Linked DNA regions of Hordeum vulgare: region 2 is linked to region 1. A link is a contact called in public Hi-C data. All regions are on one chromosome and are shown on one strand. The core of a region is the stretch at or near the end of the contact, and the rest is flanking DNA. Distances in the headings are between cores, read along the strand shown.

Region 1 (6,740 bases), core at 294-2,793:
GCGAGCGCCGGGCAGATGACGCAGAGCGACGGGATCGCGCCGGCGAAGCTGTTATTGCTGGCATTGAGCGACACGAGGCCGGGCGTGAGCTGCCAGACCGTGGAAGGGAACCGCCCGGACAGATGGTTGCTGGACACGTCCAGCACCTGCAGCGGGAGGCGGGCGCGTCCGACGGAGGCCGGCACGTCCGGGAGCGCGCCGGAGAGGCGGTTGTAGCTGACGTCGACGACGGAGGCGTTGGGCAGGGCGAGCAGCTCCGCGGGGAAGGCCCCGGCGAGGCCGTTACCGGAGAGGTTGAGGTGCGTGAGCGCGGCGAGCCTGGCCACCGCCGGCGAGATCGTCCCGCCGAGCCCGCGGCCGGGGAGGGACACGCTGGTGACCCCGCCACCACCTCCCACATCGCATCCCACGCCCTCCCAAGCGCAGCAGTCCCGCGAGCCGCGCCACGAGGCGGCGATGCCGTCCCCGGGCCGCGGCGAGAGCGCGTCGAGGAAGGCCAGCAGCGCCTGCCTCTCCCCCTCGCCGCACGCGCCGGCGGCCGAGCCCGCCAACAACAGCAGGAGGAACGGCAGGACGACGGCAGCCACCACCGCTCCCGGCGAAATGACGACCCGCTGCCGGTGGTGACCGATGATCATAGCGAGGCCTCCACCGCCGCCAGCAACATGGGGAATGAGTAACCGATCGATCGCAGGTCGTCGTAGCCGGTTCGTCTGGCGCGTGGACTTTTTTCTTTGGATGGGGGCGGGAACGGACCGCGAAGGAGGTTGAAGCTAGCGTCCCATTGGCCGGCGCGGTATGCAGCATGGGGCGCGTTTTATTTATCCGTCGCCGTAGGAGCATAGGTTATTATCCGGCCTGCTCGAGGTCAACGGCCATGGCCATGGAGGTAGTGCTTCGCGAGTCATGTCATGTTGTGGAGCTGCTGCTGCTGTGGGCATGGGGCAGGTCTGACTTTTGGCAAGTGCGGCTGATGGGGCCTCCAAGGGGCGGCTCATTGGCCGGAGCTCGAGGCCTCGAGTGGGAATCCCTCCCTCCCTCTCGAGCACGCAAGACACCCATCCATGTTGCCTCCCCGTTTGTTTTGTTTATTTATATATATCTGGGCCGGGCCTGAGAGTCGTCACGTTGCTCCGGGTGATCGGATCAGACGCTGGTACGATAAAAATGGTCGTGTTCGTTAGTGATGCCATCACGCGATGTGTTCTGATCGAGACGGAGGGGCTTTTCTGTACGGACGTGTTCGCCCGGTTCCGGATGATGATTTTTTTTTCTTTTTTCTTGAGGGGAGTTCCAGATGATTATAGTGTAGTACTTCCGTTGCCGTCGGGGCTTTGCGGGGTTTTGGAGGATTGCTGTGAGGTGCGACGTCGGCTAGCTCCTGGTATGCTTATCGTTTCCTTGGCTCGCTGGCGTTTCAGAGCTGCTGGGGGTGTTCATGGGCGACTCTCGGTTCTTCCAAGAGCACCTGAAATTAGACTGCCCAAATCTGGCGTCTCGAACCTCCGTGTGTTCGAATTTGTTCGTTTTAAGCTTCTATATATTTGTTCGTGCATCCAACTATATATTATTTTCCTTTTTTTCTTGTATGTTATCTGTCCAGTTACATGCATGTGATTTATGAAGATGAAAGTAATGAAGAAAAACGAAAAACTAAAGAAAGAGAAAAGATGATTCACGATGGATCAAATCCTATGTGTCAACTCACACTTTTTATATTGCCCCACACATGAGTTTTTTTTTTTGAAACCATCTCAATGCCATTCAATCAAACGTGTGCAGCTAAATCGCTGGCAACAAAATCCCGGGCGAAGGTAGGAACGCGGCCCGGCCATACGGCTTGGGGTTCCACGACCATCTTCGCGCCGAAATTAGTAAGTACATGTGCTACTCTATTACAAGCCCTTGGGCAATAAGACAAGGAAAAGCTGCTGAAATGTAAGAATGCTTGCGCTTTAATCTCACGAAACAACACACCATTTGGGGATAAGTCCAGATCCGTCGACGAAACGGCTTTGACGAGCAGCTGAGCATCAGTTTCAATTTGCACTCGTTGCATACCATACTCCTGGGCAATGGCCCACACATGAGTTGAATATAGGAGTTTGTGGACAATCTGGGCACATGAGGACAAAGTGAAGCGTTAGGCAGATTTATTCCTTCTCTATTTTATCTGCTTAGTGGTCGGATTGCATGTCTTGTCAATTTGAGGGGACGGGTTATAGATGCTCTAATATCGGCTCTGCTATTTAACCAATGCAAGATTTTTTTCTTATTCCGTTTAAGTCTTTTTCTCCATTTGTATTTACTCTCCTTTTCCTTTATTTATCTATGCGTCAACTATTCATTTCTCTATTTGTGTGTGTGTGCATGTGTATATATTGTCTAGGGTGCCAGATTATATATAACTTTTTGAAACGCGGTCTACTTTATATAATGGGTCAGATTATTACAAATGAATAAAATGGATGTTTTCCTGGTTATCACTGATGTGAGTTCTTTCTAGGCAATATATCCACATGCACACACACAAATTAACCAACCGTTTCGGTGCCCATGTACCAGCATTGGTATATGTATTAATGGACAGCGACGGAGCTATGTGGGGGGTAAAACAGTGCCATGGCATGTCCCAACATAGAACGAAAACAAATGCAAAGTATGAGCCCGATTGGGCTATTCCTGAATTTTTTGGTTGGTATTCTTCAGATTGCATGGTATTCCTGATTTTTTTTTGTTGGTATTCTTCAGATTGCATGGTATTCCTGAATTTTTTGGTTGGTATTTTAGGAATAAAACACTATTTTTACAACGCAAAAAAAGGTTGGTTAGTTTTCAACATAAAATATGTACATTCAAGTTCTATGAACTTTACGGGCAAATCATATATTTTTTGAGCGGATGGAAAATATCGTATTATTGTTTAAAGAACGCACTACCAAATGCTTGTGTTTGCATATTACTAGTATAAAATAGTGTAATTTATGTGCAAACTGTATGCAGATATTTATGTTTATGTATAATGGTAAACGTAACCCATTAATATAATCATTAATAAGTGCAAACTTTTCCGATATGGTGTAGTTGGAAGAATTCAAAAAAGAAAACTGAAATTATCATGTGTGGGTGCAATAGCAACAATTACATGCTTAACATAAGAAACTATAGCTAGTTCATCTTCATAAGTATAATTCATATTGGTATCATGGTCATAAGCATAGCAAGCATCAAGTTCATCAAAAAAGGATATTTCAAACCGAATCCAAGCGATCATAGCAATTATCATAGCATTTATCCTTCGGTATGCCGGAAGGAGAATCAAACATTGTATGAGTTAAAGAGTTACTCTCATTAGAAGGTAGGCACGGGTAGCTAATCCGTGCTTCCTCCTTTTGTTCTTCGCTTTTCTCCTCATCTTTTTCATCTAATGAGCTCACAGATTCAACAATTTCTTCTTTCATAGATTCCTACAAAATACTAGTCTCTTCCAAGGCAACAAACATTCTTTCAAAAAATTCATTAATATAGGCATTGTATTCATAGTTCTCATAGTAATATTTAAGTATGTCAAAAATTTCAGATTTGTAAAGAATAGCATCATACTTTTCAATCAAAGAAGCAATTTCACAAGCAACCTTAAAAGCACCAAATTCTTCTATTTGTCCCATATCGTAGTAATCATATACATCATTAGCATAAGAGGTCAAGGTTTCATTATCATTAAATTCGCATTGAAAGGGAAGGTGTGAAGTCTCCATCTTAGAGCAACAAGTATAATCACATCTCAAGCATAAATTCCAAGCATACCAACGCAACATTTTAATTTGATCCCATAAATGTTTGGATTTTTCAGTCAAGCGATAATCCCTAAAGTACACACGTTGATCTAATGTTTGTCCCATTATCAAGTTCAATGGGGATTTCTCAGGATTATCAAAGTAGTATTTAATGTTTTCCACATAACCAACATCAAGGGTTTTAGGAGTTTCCCATCTTCATGAGTGGCAAGTACAACTAATTTTTTGGTGTTTCGTGTTCCATATCCATAACTAAATATATAAAACAACTTATATCAGAAAATAAGATTACCTAGTGATAAAGCAAACAAGCACACATGAGAATATCAACCGCTATGCTATTGCTCCCCGGCAACGGCGCCAGAAAAATGTCTTGATAACCCATAAGTGTAGGGGATCGTTTGTAGCCTTTTTTGATAAGTAAGAGTGTAGAACCCAATGAGGAGCTAAAGGTAGAATTAATATTCTCTCAAGTTCTATTGACCACTGATACAACTCTACGCACACATACACTTACTTTACCTAGTACAAGTATGAAACTATTTTACGGGAAGGAAACTAGAAGTACTTAGTAGGTGTAATAGATAGTTTTCCAAGATAATAAAGAACACAGAAATAAGAGTTAGGTACTGTTTTAGATAAATATTAATTAGTTAGTTGTTTATTAGAAAGCTTTTTGTAACGCAAGATAAATATTGTCCATAGGAAATTGAATATAATATGATAGATAATTAAGATATGCAATGTGAGAGAGGCATACGCTAACACACTTTTCATACTTGGATCATATGCACTTATGATTTGAACTCTAGCAAGCATCCGCAACTACTAAAGATCATTAAGGTAGAACCCAACCATAACATTAAACATCAAGTCCTCTTTACTCCCATACGCAAACAACTTCCTTACTCGGGTGTAAGCTTCTGTCACTCTAGCCACCCACTATAAGCGAATCATGAACACATTGCAAAACCTCCAACGTGAATCCTTCATGTGTGCCCCTCACGGAAGATACCGGGACATCACCATATCAACACACAACTCATATCAATAACATCATACCACAATTAACCCGTAGGACAAAAGTATTGGGACGGATTTCCATTAGATCCCTCGGTAGGGTTCAACGAGACCAGAAGTATTGGGACGGAGTCTCCACACACAATTTACCCAGGTTCGGGCCTCCGAAGCGGAATACCCTACATCCTGCTTTGTCTTGTTATTCATGGTGAGGAAGTACCTCGTGCATAGGATTACAATGGTGTTTGAGATGTCTACCGAGAGTTGAGTTTCTTATTCACCCCCTAATGAGGACCTAGGACTCCCTTTATCTAGCCAGGAGAGACCTGGGGTTTACACAGGAGGTAGGTCAGGTCAATTCAGCTGCCGCCCTATGTCTTGGGGAGCACACTCATTGCCATCGCCTCTTTATGGTTCCCTGATACTCCTTGGGCCTGGCGTGCCCTAGGTAAGGTTGAGGCCGAGCTCCCTTACATTTGGTACCCTAGGTCGAGGACCCTGTCATTATAAACACAATCTTAATAAATTATATGACTTGTTTTACTCATTAAATAAAATCCGTAAAAAACTAAAATTTGACATGTTAGTGTTATAAGCTCAAAAATCTAGTAAAGTGAAAAAATGTTTTATGTACCATTAAATCACATAGTATTACATGTTAAATTGGGGTTCTTATGCCACTCACTTACCAAAAAGATACTATCAAGTGAACTTTGACAAAACCAGTGTTAATTTTCTACATAGTTATGTGTAAAACTAAGATTCCATCGAGAGTTAAGATCTTTATGTGATTAGTTATTAGAAACAGTACATTAACAAAAAACAATTTAATCAAGAGGGGATGGGTTGGTAGCAGAGCTTGCCCTTTTTGTGGTTTGGATGAATCTATTGATCGTCTTTTCATGATTTTTCCCTATATAGAATGTTGTGGAATATTATAAAATGAGATTTTGATTTACTTGACGTGCATGATAGTTCAAATGCTTTGGTTAATGCGTGAATGAATAAGTTCCTAACTGATGAAAAACACCTCATATTTACGGGAGTCTTTGTTATCTTCTGGACCATTTGGAAAATAAGAAATAGCATTGTGTTTGATAATGCTAAAATTACCGGCCCTTGTGTTCCCATTAACATGATTGCTAGATGGCTAAATGACATGATTATTTTGCATAAAAGGGAGGAAAGTCAAAGAAAGTTGAAGTTGATGGTAAGAATGACAGAGCAGACAACAAATGGTTGGGTTTTCATCTGAATTTCATATTCAAGAACAAATAAAATTATACCATAAAAGTATAAACTTAATAATGAACATGAATATATGATAACACATTTATTATTGTCTCTAGGGCATACTTCCAACACTGACTTAGGAGTCGACTGGATGGTGAAACGACGAAAATCGGGCCAACTCACTCAGAACTAGGTTCATGATAGAGAAGGGTTGATATGTGTCTGATTTTGAGAGGTTGGGCTTGTAAAGTACTCCTAGAAGGTTTTGAAGTTTGGGGGTTGTTTCTTAGACTTCAATGACAATTCAGGGTTGTAATATGGAGTTCTCTCGATCTTACATGACAAAACTTATAACTTGATGAAAATAGAGAGGGCCAATTATTAAAAAATGTAGGTATTAACTTTTACCATTAATGCAGATGTCAATAAATTTCTTTTACACAATAAATTGGAAAATATAAGAATATATTCCATACAAACTTATTGGCATAAGTTTACCGCGAACGATGTTGGTGTGGGCGTGAAAGAAGATAAGTAGCAACAAGGGTGTGAGCGCCTGATTGTGTGTTTGGAGGGTGGGTGGGTGTGTGGGTGGTGGAAGCGAGGTCTTAGGGCATGTGTGTCATAATGTCATTTAACATTGGAGGTTTACTATCCAGCAGAAAACGTTGAAGGTTTAGTTTCTTCTAG
Region 2 (6,093 bases), core at 1,908-4,407, 240 kb before region 1:
GTGCCTTTTAGAAAGGAAAAATGTGCGTTTTTTAGAGAGACACGATTTTGTTTTCGTGAGAGGCACAATTTTGCCTTCATGAGCGTGCCTCTCGGAAAGGGAAAAAAGTGCGAAAAAATGTGTTTTTTGTTTTATTCTACCCCGGGGACATGGTTTTTTTGGTATGGTTCTTTCAAGAAAAAAAGGTTCTTTAAAACCTATCAATATGGGATCTAGTTTTGAAGATCTCGATGCGAGAAATTCAATGATGAAGACGGTTCGAGATTTGGACGCACAGTTTAGGAGATAAAATGATTTAAAAAACAAATCTACGAAAAAAGAGAAAATTCCAGGTTATGACAAGTGGCACGCATACAATGCACCACTTGTTGTGATCTAGGAATTGGAGTGATCTTTGAAAGAAGTACTCGCTAACTACTGATTTCGATCTAGGAATTGGAGTGTGAATGATTACAGAGCAGCGTATCTTTATAAGAACCAAAAACAACGCAGGGCCAAACCATTTATAGCTCGGAACAAAATTATAAGCACCAAAAACAACGCAGAGCCAAACGTGAACAATTTCTAAAACAGGAACATTTATTAAATTTCGAACAACCTTTTACAAACACAAACATGTTTTTAAAAGATGTGAACATTTTTTGAATGTATGGAGTAATTTTAAAACGAGAACATTTTTAGTTAGTGAACATTTTTTGAAAAAACGGAATTTTGCATCTGTGAACAAATTTTGAAACTCTGAAAACAATTAGGAAAGTCCGAAGATTTCTTAATTTATGAAGAAAAATTTAAAACAGGAACAATTCTTGAACTTATGTACATTTCTTGAAAAGGAGAATATTTGTTAGAAAACGAAGGCTAGTTTTCGAACTCTCGAAGATAATTATAAAACATGAACATTTTTTAAAATTTGTGAACATTTTTTGAAACACCCAAAAAATTGTAACATGAACATTTTAACAATTTTTCAAAACGGGAGCGTTCATTGTAGTTCCAAATAATTTTTAAATAACATTCCAAACACTTTTTCAAAAACACAAACAAAATTTAATAACACGATCATTCTTTCTCCTGTAAAAAGGGAAACGTGAACATTTTCAGTAATTGTGAACTAGTTTTGAAAGAAGGAATATTTTTTGAAATTCCAAAAAAAATTTAAAAGGTTGTGAACATTTTAAAGAACAACATATCAAACAAAGAAAAAAAGAATGAATTTTGAAAATTGCGAATTTTTTTTGAAACATGAATTTTATTTGAACTCATGAAAAATGGAGATTTTAGGAACAATTGATGAAACATGAACTATATTTAAAGTTTGTAAAGAACTATTTGTAATGGGAACATTTTTCAAATTCTCCGCATATTTTAAAAAGTGCAAACTTTTTTGAAAATCCTGGTCAACAAAACAATAAAATACAACGATTTATAAAAATATTGAAAAGAAAGAGGAGAAAGAAAATTAAAACTAAGATGAAAGGAAAGAAAGAAAAGAAAAGAAAAAAGAAATAGAAACAAAAGAAAAAAAAGAAAATGGAAAATTTTGAGGAAAAAAAGGAAAATGAAAAAAATAGAACAAAGAAAAAGAACGATACTGTAACTTTCTAGAAGTTTCCCCAAACCAGGAAAAAAGGGTTAGGAACCTGTAGAAGGTTCAGAAAACCGGGGACATTGAAACGCTTAAACGGGTTAGGTTGCTCGGCGGTGCAAACTGCGAAGTACCGACAGTTTGACGGAATGAGCGGCAAATAGGGAATACCAAACCCTGTATAGTTCATTTTGTAACTCCCCCCCCCCCCCCCCCCCCCCCCGCCAATAAACCTCTTTTTTATTCCGTTTTAAAGTCTATACAAAGAGCTCTCAATGTTATTGGAACTGCGCACCTCCTGGTTTTAGTACCAAACACATAACCAAGTGGGAATCCCGACCTCGTGAATTCATGACCTTTTTTCAAAAATTGTTTTTTTTAATTGATGAACTTTTAAATTTCAAAATGTTTTTCAAAATAGATGAACCTCTTCGAGTTCATGATCTTTTTTCATTTTTTCGTGCACCTTTTTGTAAATCTATGACTTTTTTCAATGACAAATTTTCTCACAAGTTTGATCACATTTGTTTTACGAAAGTCAACTACTCGATGGTTAACTAGTCAATGCAGAGTGGTGAAAGGTTAATCGGTTAATCCATCACCGAGCCCCGAACTATATGTATCGTTTTTTGAGGTGAGTGATCAAGCATGCTTGTTGGGCTAGGGCCAGGCGACTCGCGCGTGCGCGCCATGAACATTCAGTGGCTCTAAAAGATGCCGGTGAAGAGCTCTCATGCGTTTGTGAGTTGTCCGACGCACAAGTTCAATAGGGATTTTGCCAGGCCAACGCCTCCCAGAATTAACATGGCAAGGTGGACGCATTCACAATCCGAAGCCAAATTAAACACACAAGGTGAAGGAAGGGAGCTCTAATCAAGAATATCTTATTTAATGCAATTTGCGTTGAATTGACGCGACTTCGCATAGGAAGGACCTTGCTAGCGATTCTTTGGGCCGGCCCTATTTAGAGCACACACCCTTGGATTTTGGGAACCTTCTAGAAGATTTTGGTCCTGTTATTCCACTATTTTTTGTTTTCGTTTTCCTTCTTGTTTCTTTAATGGTTTTCATCTATCTATTTTGTTTTTTGTTTCTTCTTTTTCCACAAGTTCCCTTTTTTTTAAATAATGCCCATTTGTTTCAAAAACAAATAAAAATTTGTCCGGTTAAAATATTTGCTTAAAATTCTAGATAAGTCAAAAAACTGTTCAGAAATTCAAAAGATATTTTTTAAAATATTTGCGTTTAGAAACGTCCTCTGAATTTTCCGAAAATATGGCTTCAAAAAATTGTTCACGCTTTCAATTTAAAAAATGATAACGTTTTCCAGAAAAATAATCATGTTCTACAGAAAAATGTCCGTTTCAAATTGTTCAAAATTTTAGAAACATTTTTCATTCTTCAAGAAATAATTTTGGAAAAAAAACATCCCGTGCTATAGTCTCCGCCACAGTGTCACTGAGTCGCTACAGTAGATACACACAAAAAACGCGAAAGCAGAGGAGCGCAACACGTGAATGTCGCCAATGGGTCGGCCCGTTGGCTCTCGCCTGTGTGTTTTGGGGTCCTTTTGACGCCAGATGCGTCGTGTAGGAACTCCCCACTAATCAATCATACGCTCCAGTTCCCATTTGCTGCTTACTCTCTCAATGAATTAAATCCCAGAACCAGTCCTTTTTTACTACTAGTGTTTTCTGCACGTGATAACCGGGGAGCATCGAGTGCCCGTCACAACTGCTCTTTTCACCAAGAACAACGCTACTACTACGACTTGCTACTTTTCAGCTTCCACGCTCGATACGGCTGCAAGTTGCAAGCACCAGTACACATTTCCGGTAGTTGAATTGTGGAACAGCTGCCCCTGCAATTGACCCCGGCGCTGCAAGCGAATCTGTCAAAAGTCGCCGGCGGAATATTTCACGCTCTTTATCACGCGCTAATTTAAGGACCAGAGCCTGGATTAAAACCGATAAAAATAGAATCTGTGAAAGGGAGAGCGCCTTTGAATACGTGGTACCCCCTCCGTCCGAAGTTATTTGTCGCGCAAATTAATAAAAATAAATGTATTTAAAACGAAAATATATCTAGATACATTCATTCCTATGATTAGTATTTATAGACGAAGGAAGTACTACTCTATATTTTAAACAGCTTATTGTATCGCATATATTATTGATTTTATTTATAATTAATTAATTCTTGAAATATATTAAACCCTGTATATATGACCGAGTCCTCTGACTATCCACTATCTAAAGTTACGTACTGTTGGCTTCCTCACAATTGATGAGTCGGAAGCAGCCAAAAGATCCAGCAAAAAGTAAAGGCATAAGATTATCGCAACAGCGATAAGAAAAATATAAGCAGATAACTAAGAAAAAATGACATTTTATAATCACATACACGTACATTGTTTATTCATAGTTTGTGACTGTGAAGGAAAGCAACAGACTAGCAGTGCCAAAAAACTTGTAAAAGTCGTCATAGACTCAAGACTGATCCAAGAACTCGAACTGAAAGAAAATTTTAGTCCATGAACTCAAGAATCGCACAGATTAGTCCACAAATTCGATTAACAAATACGTTTTTCATTAAAAACAATTGGAAGAGGCTTATCTGCGAAGGTTAATTTCACGGAGGGAGTTTTTAGCAAAAAAATACATCTCTCTCAACAGATGTCTACAAGTGTGTCGGTTCATGCTATCAAACGAGGCCCGTCCAGCCAAATGGAAATCATTTTGGGCTACCACCATTGTAGTAAACTTGCACGACAATCCCATAATCTTCCGGGAGAAGTTCTGCTTCATGCGTGGGTGGCGGTGAGGCTCTTGCGTGGTTGAGGGATTTCTTCGTCTCGGCTCGGTAGGCTCCCCTCCAAATTGAGCTCGACGTCATCTCCCTCACAAAAATGTGGACTTCCTTGCGTAGATCCATAACGGGGATTGCCATAGCAAGAGAGAAACAAGGAGATTAATGTATGTGATATGTTCGTTTTACATCATGATATTCTATTGATATTTATATTGTTTTTGTTATCATTCCACTTTATGATATAATTCTAATGTCTTTTATCTCTTAATTTGCAAGATCGACACAAAGAGGGAATTTGCCGGAAATTGGAATTCTGGTGCCTGGGAGGCCCACAAAAGGCTTTCGATGCCCCTCTTTTGCTATATCAAGGGTTTTGGCCTAGAAACATTAGGAGGATACTTTCGGGTCGAAGCACCGCTGTCTCGAGATGGAAACCTGGACATGAGCACTTTTGCTCTCCGGCAAAGAGATTCTGCGAGGGGAACTTCCCTTCGGGATAGGGAAATCGAAGCCATCGTCATCATCAACGCTTCCTCCTTCGTGGGAGGGCCAATCTTCATCAACATCTTCACCAGCACCATCTCATCTCAAACCGTAGTTCATCTCTTGTATGCAATCTTTATCTCAAAACCTCAGATTGATACATGTGGGTTGCTAGTAGTGTTGATTACATCTTGTACTTGATGTTTGTTGGTTTATTTGGTGTAACGTAATAGTTCAGATCCTTTATAATATTCATTACACCTCTGATCTTGAACATGATGATGATTTGTGAGTAGTTTCTTTTGTTCTCGAGGACATGGGAGACGCCTTGTTATAAGTAATCATATGAAGTTGGTATTCATTCAATATTTTGATGATATGTATGTTGTTGCTTCCTTTAGTGGTGTCATGTGAACATCGACTACATGACACTTCACCATACTTGGGCATAAGGGAAGGCATTGTGGATTAATATGTAGAGGATGGGTTGCTAGAGTGATATAAACTTGAACCCTAGTTTACGCGTTATTCCATAAGGGACTGATTTGGATCCATATGTTGCATGGTATGGTTAAATTTATCTTAATTCTTCCTTCGTAGTTGCGGATGCTTGCGAGAGGAGGTAATCATAAGTGGTATGCTTGTTCAAGTAAGAACAACACCCAAGCACCGGTCCATCCCCATATCAAATTATCAAAGTAACGAACGTGAATCAACTCAACATGTTAAACATGACTAGATGATAATTCCCATGTGTCCTCGAGAGCACTTAACTTTATATAAGAGAACTTTCAGGCTCGTCCTTTGCTGTAAAAAGGATTAGACCACCTTGCGGCACACTTGCTACTATTGTTACTTGTTACTTGTCACGAATTATCTTGCTACAAAACTATCTACCACTCTTAGTCACAACACTTGAAGAAAATACCTTGCTGAAAACCGCTTGTAATTTCCTTTTGCTCTTTGTTGGGTTCACCACTCTCACTTATCGAAAGGACTATGATTGATCCCCTATAGTTTTGGGTCATCAACGTCCAGCAACATTAGGTCTATAGGTGTGGTCACATGCATGTCCATGTAGAGCAGCCACACTTTCATGGTTTTCTCAATCCCTGCAAGAGCTACCTCCAAGAACATAACACCACCATGCGTAGTCTCCATGGTGGGCGCCAACTGTCGTGGTTTTTTCACGACAAATGTCCTCATGAAAGGAC

Evidence for each region. A called contact is a pair of places that touch in the nucleus more often than the background predicts.
Region 2: a Hi-C map of leaf shows a contact between it and region 1, with 3 times the contacts expected there. The contact joins the enhancer-like site here to the promoter of LOC123408976 in region 1. A contact is called at or near these places in 2 of 6 Hi-C or Micro-C datasets (leaf and seedling).

Annotation. Positions count from the first base shown.
Region 1 is chr7H:575,431,741-575,438,480 of MorexV3_pseudomolecules_assembly, reverse strand. LOC123408976 (tyrosine-sulfated glycopeptide receptor 1-like) reads right to left here and starts at 1,543. Exons shown (of 1, transcript XM_045101990.1): 1 at 1-1,543. The coding sequence starts at 638.
Region 2 is chr7H:575,678,710-575,684,802 of MorexV3_pseudomolecules_assembly, reverse strand. No RefSeq gene overlaps it. Among protein-coding and RNA genes, the nearest start is that of LOC123409843, 9.2 kb to the left of the region's middle. Within about 2 kb of position 3,157, at least 3 of the 3 cell types and tissues checked have open chromatin away from gene starts, as enhancers often do. A contact at or near this core is called in leaf and seedling, where this site is marked.